3 separate regions of the Mus musculus genome follow, and all the other regions are linked to region 1. The links are chromatin contacts, called in public Hi-C and HiChIP or PLAC-seq maps. All regions are on one chromosome and are shown on one strand. The core of a region is the stretch at or near the end of the contact, and the rest is flanking DNA. Distances in the headings are between cores, read along the strand shown. Region 1 holds the start of Knstrn (kinetochore-localized astrin/SPAG5 binding). Region 2 overlaps Bub1b (BUB1B, mitotic checkpoint serine/threonine kinase). Region 3 holds the start of Knl1 (kinetochore scaffold 1).

Region 1 (3,663 bases), core at 1,020-3,519:
CACTGGTCACTTCCAGGATTGGGCCTAGAGTAGCAGGCAGAGGATTAGAAGTGTCCTGCCTTTGAGTATCCAAGGCATCTTAAAATTAACTGGTGTGTGCGCGTACTCCTGGGCAGGTAGGTGGGCAAATGCATGGGTGCCATCTGCCAGGAGCCCAAACTCAATGTTAAACTATCCTCAGGGTCCATTTTACTTGGACACAGGCTCCTGGTCCATCCTATCTAATGGAGACCTCCTGTTCTATCCATCTTCTTCTTTCTTCCCTCTCCTTCCTCATCATCCCTGCCTGCAATCCCCAGCCCAGTAACTAAAACTCTTGTCTATTTCTAGTCACCTGAGTAATTGGCTGTAGCCATTTTTCATTGAACCAATAATTCGTGTATGTAAGAATCTGCTCATTGGGGGTAACCACATCTTGGGGGCCAGTATTTAGCATTTGAATACACAGCAGCACCGGACCAACTCCCATCACATTAATTAATCAACCCCATAGGCATTAATTCATAAATAAATTAGACTCAGTGTCATTATTTGGGTACTGGGGCAGGCATAGAAAATTCCAAATGGTTACCAAAAGAATAGGAAGAAAATGACTTTAAGGGCTCTACCAAGAAAAAAGTCTGGTCCATGTCTTTAATCCCAGGACTCCCAAGGTACAAATATATCTCTGTGATAGATCATAGGTAGGTAGTTCTGGATCTTTGTGAGTTCAAGGCTAGCCTGGTCTATGTAGTAAATTCAGAACAGTCAGGACTACATAGTGAGCACCTGTAAAGGAAGGAGAGAAGAGGGGTGAGAGAGAAGAGAGGAGGTAGAGGATAGGATAGAGAAAGGAGAGAGGAGAGAGAAGGATAGGATAGAGAAAGGAGAGAGGAGGATAGGATAGAGAAAGGAGAGAGAAAAAGGAGAGAGGGGAGAAGAGGCAGAGGATAGGATAGAGAAAGGAGAGAGAAAAAGGAGAGAGGGGAGAAGAGGCAGAGGATAGGATAGAGAAAGGAGAGAGAAAAAGGAGAGAGGAGAGAGAAGATAGGATAGAGAAAGGGGGACGGGAGAGAGAGAGAGCAAGTTAACTGTCATTGGTTACTGTGTGGGTTCTTTCACCCTCTCCACCCTTTCAACCCCCTAACACTAGATAGGAGAGAATAAAAGAAAGAGGAGAAAGGACATTATCTTTAGACCACTTCCTGCTGCTTAGGGGCATTGAGTTCCTTGGGGGCAAGTTTGATCTTCACTGTCAGGGTATGTAATTTCTTCTTGTTCTTTCTTCTTTGCACATGACTACTTAACAAAGTGTGACCAACCATAACCAACAGCAAGCAACCAACAACCCACACCATTTCTCAGGGCCCTAGCATTTATATACCCTCTAAAAAGTTCCCAAAGTCCAAACATAACACCATCGCACTCTGATAGAGCACAAGGCACATCATAGTCAGTTGCTGTGAACTGTCTGAAGCAGCCCCATATCCCACACCAGGGATTAAAACAAAACCACATTTTCATAAAAGAAATCAAAATGCCAAAATTGTCACCATGGGGGGGGGGAGATCCATTTCTACCTTAAAACTTAACACTTCTCATTGTTCCTGAGATTAACAACTCCTTATCTTTCCTGAATCAAACACACCTAAATCTTATTATTTAAATAAGGTTTTGCTGTTCTGTAGCTCCTACTGGCCTGGAATGTAGCCTAGGCTAACCTTAAAGACAGGGCAATTCTCCCGTGGCAGCCTCCTGAGTGCTAGAATCACCACTGTGGACCACTAGGACCTCAGTCTTTCCGATTTATACTGGTTCTTTGCTTTTCTCTCTTATAGCATCTTTGTTTTCCCTTCATTATCTTCCCATGGATGGTAAATGTGTGTTTGCAGTTGTCTGTTTAGTGTGTTTTCTGGATTATAAGCTCCAAGAGGGCAGAGCTAAAGTCAGCCCTTCTATATACTCCCCTTACCCCATCACCCTCTTAAATGTCCAGCACCAGGCTGCTGCTCCTTTTGTATTTGTGTTTTCAACGTGACGACTGAAAATCTGCCTTGTTTTGTATGAGTAACTTTAATTTGTAATTAAATCTGCATGCGGGTTTTTAAGCACATTAGCTATTTCAGCCCACTGGTGTCCTTCAAGTAGGCTCTCCTGCTCTTCACCTGGTAGTTTCTATTCAGGCCACCTGTATTCCTGGCAGGATCCTTAGCAATCAAAGACCAAATAAAGAGGATTGTGACTTGACGCTAGGCGAGTTCACGTGTCTGCCTTCTGGCTGGAATGTGACAGCTTGGCTCAATAGCTCCATTCAAGCCAGCCCAGTGAGTCCCTGGCCCAGCCTCGACCAGCAGGCTGGAGCAACTCTGCTCGAACCTTCCGTACAGCATGGCGGCTCCCGAGGCCGAGGCACAAGAGACAGCCTTCCGTACAACAGGGCCGCCTACAGACTCGGAGCCGCGCCCCTTCCCTCCCAGCTCCCGGAAGTTTCCTTTTGAAAGCGCGGCGGCAGACTCTAACGAGGACTGGGCAGTTGCTGCGGAGCATTATTTGAAAGGGAGCGGAGAGAACGGCGGATGGGAGCAGCCGGCACCGGGGTTAAGCTCTGCGGGATGTGTGCGGGTGGAAGGACGGGCGGGCTGGCGTGGCGGGGCTCTGGCGCTGCTAATATCCGTCTTGCACTTTCAGGGTCCAGCCAAGCCACCCGGCTACGATGGCCAGTGCTAAGACGGTGTGCGATGCGCAGCCTCACTCGATGCCGAGCTGCGGCTTGCCCGCAGGTGGGTGTCCACACCTCCACCAGCCGGGGGGTCTGTAGTCTATATGCTAGGACTAAGAAGGACGAAATCTGTATGTCGGGGCGGCGTCCGGTTAGCTCTGACATCCTCCTGCTCCTCACCCCAACTAGGCTGTGTAAGAGAGTCCCTGTTCCTATTTCTGACCCAGCCCCCTTTTGCGATTACCAAGGTTATGCAGCGCTATGCAGCCCAGGCTAGCTTGGGGCACACAGAGATCCTGCCTCTGCCTCCTGAGTGCTTAAAGGCTTGTGTCACCATGCTCAGTGCTTGGCCTCCCTTTTTTCCTTTTTTTTTCTCCCCCCCGCTCCAGCCCTTCCCTCCCGCCCGCCTTTTTTAAAAGCTAGGTTTCACTCTGTAGCCCTGTGTAACGTTAGCTTTCAGCAACATTCCCACTTCCGCTCCGAAATGCTGAAATTACAGGCCCACTGCCACCACACTTGCCTCTCTAGAACCCCTTTTTTTTTTTAATTGTGTGCATGTGGTGCAGGGGGGGCTTGTGCATATGAGCTTAGGTGCCCATCGAGAGTCAGAGCCTTGATCCCCTAGACCTGGAGTTACAGGCGGTTGTGAGCCACCTTATATTGGTGCAGGGAACCAAACTCCAGTCCTCTGGAAGAGTAATTTTCCCTTTTAACCTCTGAGTCATCTCTTTAACCCTAGAAATTGCTTTTAATGCAGTTATCCTTTTTATTTCCAGGTAAAGATTGGTTGTCTTAAGATTGGGGAGAAAACTCCAGGGTTCCTTGTTCACATTAGCAGGTGCACAGTGGCTCTCCCGAGCAGACCATCAATATATGTTGAGTGGAATGAGAGAGATGAGCCCGGCCCAGACAGAGTTACTGAGAACCTTGAGAGGAGAGAGAGGCTGAAAACAATTTGTAGCTGC
Region 2 (3,257 bases), core at 615-3,114, 170 kb before region 1:
CATGACCTGCAGTGAGAAAACTGGCAGGGAACGAAGTTTCTTTTTCTTTGACTGTGTGTGGATAAGTGCTAGCGGGTGTCACTGCACCGGAGTGGCCAGGATCCATGGGCTCAGGCGAGAGTGGATTTCCTTCTTCCATGTGTGTTCAGGGCCACCACAGCAGACTGATTTTTGTAGTTCTTCCCTGTGCCTTCAAGAGTGTTTGAATGATCTCCAATCTTAGAGTTCTTGGTATTACCATATATCACTTTGGCATGTTAGTGTCCTGCTGAGTTAAACCCAGAAAGAATTCTAATTTTCACATGCCCAATCTTGATAGAAATGATTTTTTTTTAAATTTTCTTAGGCTAAAAGACAGTGAATTGTGGAATAAATTCTTTGTGCGGATTCTGAATGCCAGTGACAAGTCCACAGTGTCTGTTCTGGGGGAGCTGGCAGCAGAAATGGGTGGGGCTTTTGATGCCACATTCCATAGCCACCTGAACAGAGCCCTGTGGAAGCTGGGGAAGACAATCAGCCCGGAAGCTTTGCTCACTCAGCAAGACAAGCAGCCAGGCGGCTCCCAGAGCCCTGCCTAAGCCATGGGTATGGTGAAGAACTGGTCTGGGGCTGCTGTGATTTGTTTAGAGCACACTTAGACACATCAGCAGTCCTTCACTAGGGGTCACTCTCAGTAGCACAGCTTTCAGCCAGGTGGCTGTGCCCTGGCAGCCTCATCTGGTTTATTCAAAAGGTTTCTGTGCAGACAGCTGCTTTTTAGCCCTCTGGCTTCTGCCTTCTCTCTTTTGTAATTTTATAACATGTACTCTCCTTTCACTGTGTATTTTATAATAAAATAGTTTTTGTTACATTTCTGTTGCTGGCAATTCATCTACACTTGCAAACTAAGGTGATAAATGGCTTCATTTTGGAGAGGACTTACTCTACGGTGGTAGAAACTTATGTATCCCAGACTTAGAGCAGCTGCCTTTGGGTTATAAGAAGGCAGCTGGCCGGCCATTTCTTCCGTCTCTCTCTGTCCTTCTAGAGGGTGTCCAGAAAGAAGCAGGTAAAATGACACACACACACACACACACACACACACCAGCTTTCCTTAAGTTCAAAGGTACCGGCCTTTGGGGACAGAGTACTCAGCAACCTGTCATGCAGGACACAGGGCTGCTGAGGGGACAGAGACCATTTTCCTTAGGTGTCAGGAAAGCAGGGGTCAGAACAGAAAGGACTGAAGTGGGGACTAATATGGAAAACAGTAAGTCTGATGGAACACTGTGCACCCAAAGGGGCGCACTGGCTGGGTGTGTGGGGGGCTGTGGGGGTGTGTGTGTCATTAAGGCTTTTGTTTCTTCAGTAGGATAATAAGCATTTATTTATTTATTTCACACTAAAATGTCAGTCACCTGATGTCCACTCGTGCTGGTGCCTGAGTCTCCTCTACTTGTCACCATTGTTGCTCTAAGCTTGTTAGAGAGCAGATTCCCTAACTAATCTCTCAACTGAAACACTTGGGCAAATTCGACAGGGTAAGCCAGAAAAAATGTATCTGAAAGACAAAGAAAGTAAATATTTTCCTTCAACCAAAATACAGTTCTGCAAACATCTTCAGTTTGCTTCTTATACTGAAGATAATAAATGATGAAACTGCCTTTCTGTAATCAAGTCCTTCTTAGTCCCCAGTGCCCTGTATTGCCCAGGAAATTGAGAGCCTTTAACTTAAGTAAGCTTCTACCTAGTGAATACTTCAGCAGTCTAGGCAGCCAAGTTGCTGTATGGGCAAATCTTGTTTCTGAAAGTACAAGCAGGAGTGGGAGGAGCCAGGACACCCTGCAGCTCTGTTCACACCCCACACCTCACCCCATACACCCCCCACTCTCTGACCTCCGCCAACTTCAGCCTTTGAGGACAGGAAAGGATGTCACTGCCAACAGTGCCTGTCATCAACAATGTCTGCCATCGCTTCAGTTTTCTTTACAAAAGCATAAAACCACAAAATAGAACCCTTTCCGTTTCCCTTTCATTTTTGTTTATTTTTAAGCTAAGATCACTGCAGGGCATAGGCTGCCATCAAACCCCAGGTACTCTGGTCACATTCCCCAGAGGGCTGGAATTTCAGGGGCCCACCCACCAGACTCCCTCATATTTGATGCCCATTGTCTTAGGAAAAGGAAGCCTTTGTTTTGTGTAGAGGCTACAGGTGGCTTTGATCTGGTCTCATGAAAGCAAGAAGAACAGAATGCTGGGCCTGGGAGAAGGAAAGACAGATGCACAACTGGGAAGAACAGGACTTCTTTCTCCCCGTTTGGAGGAAGACTGTGGAATAAGCTCTCCCCATTCACAAAGCACTTTGTGCCCTAACTTGCTTGGGGCCCTGTTAGAGGCATCCTCCTCACAAGTCAGAGTGTTCTAACTGATGCCAGACCCGAGTCTGGAAGTGAACTCCTTCCTTCCTGCTGGAGGAAGTTGTGGCCTATTGCTCGAGCTGTGATCTCAGGCAGGTAGGAAAGTCTTTCAGGGTTAGCACAGGCCTTCAGAATAACTTGTTGATGTCTTAAGGTGAAAGTCTAAGGCAAGGCCAGTGAAGGTGCACTCTTCATTGGAACTGAAAACAAAATTCTTGCTCTACCAAAAGTTACTCTATTCTGACTTCAACAGCTCCCTACGGAGCAGGTGCAGCATGCTTTTAACATGACTGACTTTGACTATAATGAGGTCGGAGGCATGGAAGCTGAGTATTTACCAAGGTACAGATGTGTCTGGGTAAGAGCGCTTACCACTAAGCCTGATGACCAGAGTCCTACCCTCTGCATGGTAGAAGAGAGAACAGACTCCACAAGTCATCCTCTGACTCCATACATGTGTGTGTCACACGAGCCCATACCTACACACACATACCAATACACACATACCAACACACACATACCAACACACACATACCAATACACACACACCCACAATAAATAAAACCTTTTACAGATCAGCGAGAAAGGACGAACCACATAGCATCCAGGGCTGAAACTGAGACCTAAAGCTTGAACTCTGTCCCCAGTGCCCCGTTCAGTGCCTTAGCGTGAGTTAAAGGCTGATCCAGTGTTTGCCAGCACGCAGGTCAACACCTTTTCAGCCCCTCTAATGCCTTCTAACCCCCTCTGGTGCCTTGTGCAGAGAATATACTTTATATCCATATGCTATGATCTAACCTCTTGTACTCCTTGTTCCCCAAATCAATTTGGGTAAGTCAATTTAAGAAAAGATAAAAAAAG
Region 3 (3,349 bases), core at 109-2,608, 230 kb after region 1:
AGATTCAGCTTTTTGTCTTTTGAAAAGGTAGTCGTGTTCCTCTTCTTCAGTAGTTTCTGGATCATAGCAAGATTTCAAATGTCATGGGCATTTTTGTTTGTTTGTTTGTTTTGTTTTTGGGAGTTTTGTTTTGGGGTGGGGGTGGGGGGATTGAGACAGTGTTTCTGTGTAGCCCAGACTGTCCTGGAACTCATGCTGGAACTCACTCTGTAGACCAGGCTGGCTTCGAACTCAGAAATCCGCCTGCCTCTGCCTCCCAACTGCTGGGATTAAAGGTCTGCGCCACCACTGCCCTGCAAAGGGTTCACTTGGGTTACCCCCCCACCCCCACCCCCACCCCCACCCCTACCCCCACCCCCATGGGCACCTTTTTAATGTATACATTGAAAACAAATCCCATAGCTTGCTTAAGGGCTGGAAGAGGTGGCATTTGTAATGCAATATGGTACTTCACGATCAGGACAGGTATTAAACCCCCAAAATAGCGATTATGGGGGTATAGCTTTGTAATCCTAGCATTTGGGAAGGCGAGACAGGATGATTTTTAACCTGGAGGCTAGACTGCTACACAGTAAAACTGTGTCTCAAAATAACAAAAACAAAACAAAGCCCTCGGAGTAAGAGCTCATTAAAGACTGAAAGCATTCATCTCAGAGCTAGGACATTTCATGTTCCAGACCACCACTGAACATGTCCTGTTATTTTACTTTGTAAGAAATTAAATTCCTAGAAAAAAGTCTCTTTATCTGCTTTTTCTTCATCTGTGAGTCATAACATTCCAAAAGCAGCCTTTCAAATATCTCAATTCCTTCAGCTGATTTCAAATATCAAATTCCTTCAAATTACAATATCACCAACTAAAACACCTCGATGCTGAGACTAATTGTGTTAGATAGAACCTGATCGGAATTAAAACCCGAAGCAATATTTAATCACTTCCATCCTGTGGATTATAAATTCACATTACACTAATTAGCAAAAGACACTTTCGACGAGGATGGGATTCGAACCCATGCGTGCAGAGCACAATGGATTAGCAGTCCATCGCCTTAACCACTCGGCCACCTCGTCCCAGAAGCTAGTTTCTTCCTGGTAGCTATAGGGAGTAGACACAGAGCGCTGTGACGCAATACCATGGAAGTCGCCATTTTGTACGGAAGCCAACAGTGCGATTGTTTACTCTGCAAACACTCGAAAGAAGATGGCCGTTCTCAGAATAACAGAGACGAAGAAAATTCTGTAGAAAAGAAGAAAAACCCGAGGGAACTTAAGTCAGAGCAGAGGAGGACAGAGAAGTTTATGTCTTAGGGGCGGGGCCGGTCTGGAGCCGAAGGGGTGGGGTCTGCGCGGCGCGCAGCACTGAGCATGCGCATCACTAGGGCGGTTAGATTTGAATACTTCAGGGACGTTGAGAGGTGACGTCCGACTCCAAGGAGCGCGAGGACCCCAGACAAGTCAAGCAGGTGGTCGGTGGCGGGTCAGAATGCTCCTTTCCGTTCTGGGCTCCTGAGAGGGCTCGGGTTCTGTTTGAGTGCTGAAGGGCGGGCGCGGGTTGCTGAGGTCGCTCGGTCGTCGGGGCGATCTCGGAAAGGCCCTGCAGCCGACCGGACCGCGCGAGCGCCAACGGCCCGCTCTCCTTCTCCTGGAGCGCCGCGTTTCGCTTCTCCTTTCCCAAAGCCGCTCCATTCCCGGGGTCGTGTCGTCTGCGCGGTGCGCCGTGGGCCTCCGGGTTCGCCCCGCCCATCATCTTTGGTCAGGGCTCCGGGATCCGGTCCCACCGTCTCTCGCCAACTCCTTGTGGTATGTGTTTCTGACCGACGTTCCCTGCTTCCGTGGTCTGAAGGCGACGAGTGAACTTTAAATTGTAGGCTCCGTCCGAGCACAATAATAGAGTTTCGGGTTTCTGCAGGTCCAACATTAGTAAAGACAAATCGGTGTGTTAGATTACATAAATTTCCTTTCCCATCCAAAAGACTTTGGATTCCCTTTGGGAAGAAAAATATTGCCTACTGCAATTTTTAAAATGTACTAGACGTTGTAGTTTGATTTATGCTCATATATTTGAATGCCGAGTCAACTGAGAGTGGCACTGTTTGAAAGGATTAGGAGGAGGGGTGGCCTTGTTGGAGGAGATGTGTTAATGAGGGATGAGCTTTGAGGTTTCCAAAACTCTGCCTGCTGTTTGTGGACGTTCTTGGCTACTCCTTCAGCATTGTGTTTGCTCGCAGGTTCCCCATGATGACTGCTATATAAGTCTCTGAAACTGTAAGCAAGACCCCCAATTAACTGCTTCCTGCTATAAGAGTTGTGGCCATGGTGTCTCTTCACAGCAATAAAACTGTGACTAAGACAGAAGTTAACAGAGATAAAGCATGTGGCTAAAACCCAAAGCAGCAGTTTATTCTAGACACCAAGGTTGACCGTTAGTTTTCATTTCAGTTAAATTGGTTCCGTTGAGTCCCTTGTATGTCTCATAGGTTCATTGTCTTGTGCTAAAGTAGACTTCATGGGGATGGCATTTCATTGGTCAGATTGTTGGAGAGATGATTTATAAATATGGAAGGAAATATATCGTAAGGTATTTGGTCATTAAAGGTTAGGTTCAAGCAGTGTACTTCTTGACTATGTGAATGGCTGGAAACCTTTACAAGTTGATAGATGTAAATGGAGTAAAATGTTTGGGATGGTGATATAAATGATGTGTTTGATGCTGAGAATACGAGAAGGTACTGATTCTAGATACTGGATCGAACAAGCGTTTCCAATAGAATTTTCTGTGATAATAATATTCTATATCTGCACTGTCCAACATGGTATCTATTAGCAGTCATTTTTGGCGCACTTAAAATATGGTTATCAAAGAAATGTAGTATGATTACCAAAAACTTGAGTTTTAATTTGTTTCATCTTAATTTCATTGTATATAATCATTCAATTTGACAGCACAGGTCTAGAGTCTGTATCAGTGGAGTCTGAATCAGTGAAAATGTTTGTATATTTTGGTTGTATAAATTCAGGAATGGACAAAGAGCCAGATAGTATTTAGGCTCTGCTTGCTGTGGGTCAGTATGATGGTCTCTGCTACATGATGTTTTGGTGGTGATGTTTATTTTCTTCAGTTAAAAGAAAGTTCTCAAAGGTTGCTTTGGCCCACTGTTGGTCTGCAGACCCCTGGATTATTTAGACTGGTGGCTCAAACTTTTTGGTTCAAACAGTCCAAAAGAAATACTTAATATCCTCATTTTTATATAGCTTGGTTCAATAAATTTAATGAGTATGTCCTAACAACTTGGTAGCCATTTGGTAAGTGTAAGTTGAAGGAAAAGATAATAAACTTTTTTCTTAAGTA

Evidence for each region. A called contact is a pair of places that touch in the nucleus more often than the background predicts. HiChIP or PLAC-seq counts read pairs in DNA pulled down with a chosen protein or histone mark.
Region 2: a Hi-C map of CD8 T cells shows a contact between it and region 1, with 3 times the contacts expected there. The contact joins the enhancer-like site here to the promoter of Knstrn in region 1. A contact is called at or near these places in 7 of 39 promoter capture datasets (the HPC-7 cell line, cranial neural crest, embryonic stem cells and 4 more), 3 of 484 Hi-C or Micro-C datasets (CD8 T cells, natural killer cells and nephron progenitors), 1 of 115 datasets of contacts at active chromatin or transcription factors (effector CD8 T cells) and 2 of 9 other capture datasets (adipose tissue and liver).
Region 3: a contact with region 1 is called in an H3K4me3 HiChIP or PLAC-seq map of embryonic stem cells, with 12 read pairs. The contact joins the promoter of Knl1 here to the promoter of Knstrn in region 1. A contact is called at or near these places in 2 of 115 datasets of contacts at active chromatin or transcription factors (bone marrow-derived macrophages and embryonic stem cells) and 1 of 9 other capture datasets (liver).

Annotation. Positions count from the first base shown.
Region 1 is chr2:118,811,734-118,815,396 of GRCm38.p6, forward strand. Knstrn (kinetochore-localized astrin/SPAG5 binding) reads left to right here and starts at 2,270. Exons shown (of 9, transcript NM_026412.3): 1 at 2,270-2,576; 2 at 2,668-2,759. The coding sequence starts at 2,368.
Region 2 is chr2:118,640,742-118,643,998 of GRCm38.p6, forward strand. It overlaps Bub1b (BUB1B, mitotic checkpoint serine/threonine kinase), which reads left to right. Exons shown (of 23, transcript NM_009773.3): 23 at 347-851. The coding sequence ends at 578. Among named protein-coding and RNA genes, the nearest start is that of Pak6, 21 kb to the right of the region's middle. Within about 2 kb of position 1,865, at least 65 of the 459 cell types and tissues checked have an H3K27ac peak or open chromatin away from gene starts, as enhancers often do. A contact at or near this core is called in CD8 T cells, the HPC-7 cell line, effector CD8 T cells and 3 more, where this site is marked.
Region 3 is chr2:119,045,761-119,049,109 of GRCm38.p6, forward strand. It overlaps Knl1 (kinetochore scaffold 1), which reads left to right and starts at 1,359. Exons shown (of 24, transcript NM_029617.3): 1 at 1,359-1,463. n-TSgct7 (a tRNA gene) reads right to left here and starts at 1,071; the gene lies at 990-1,071.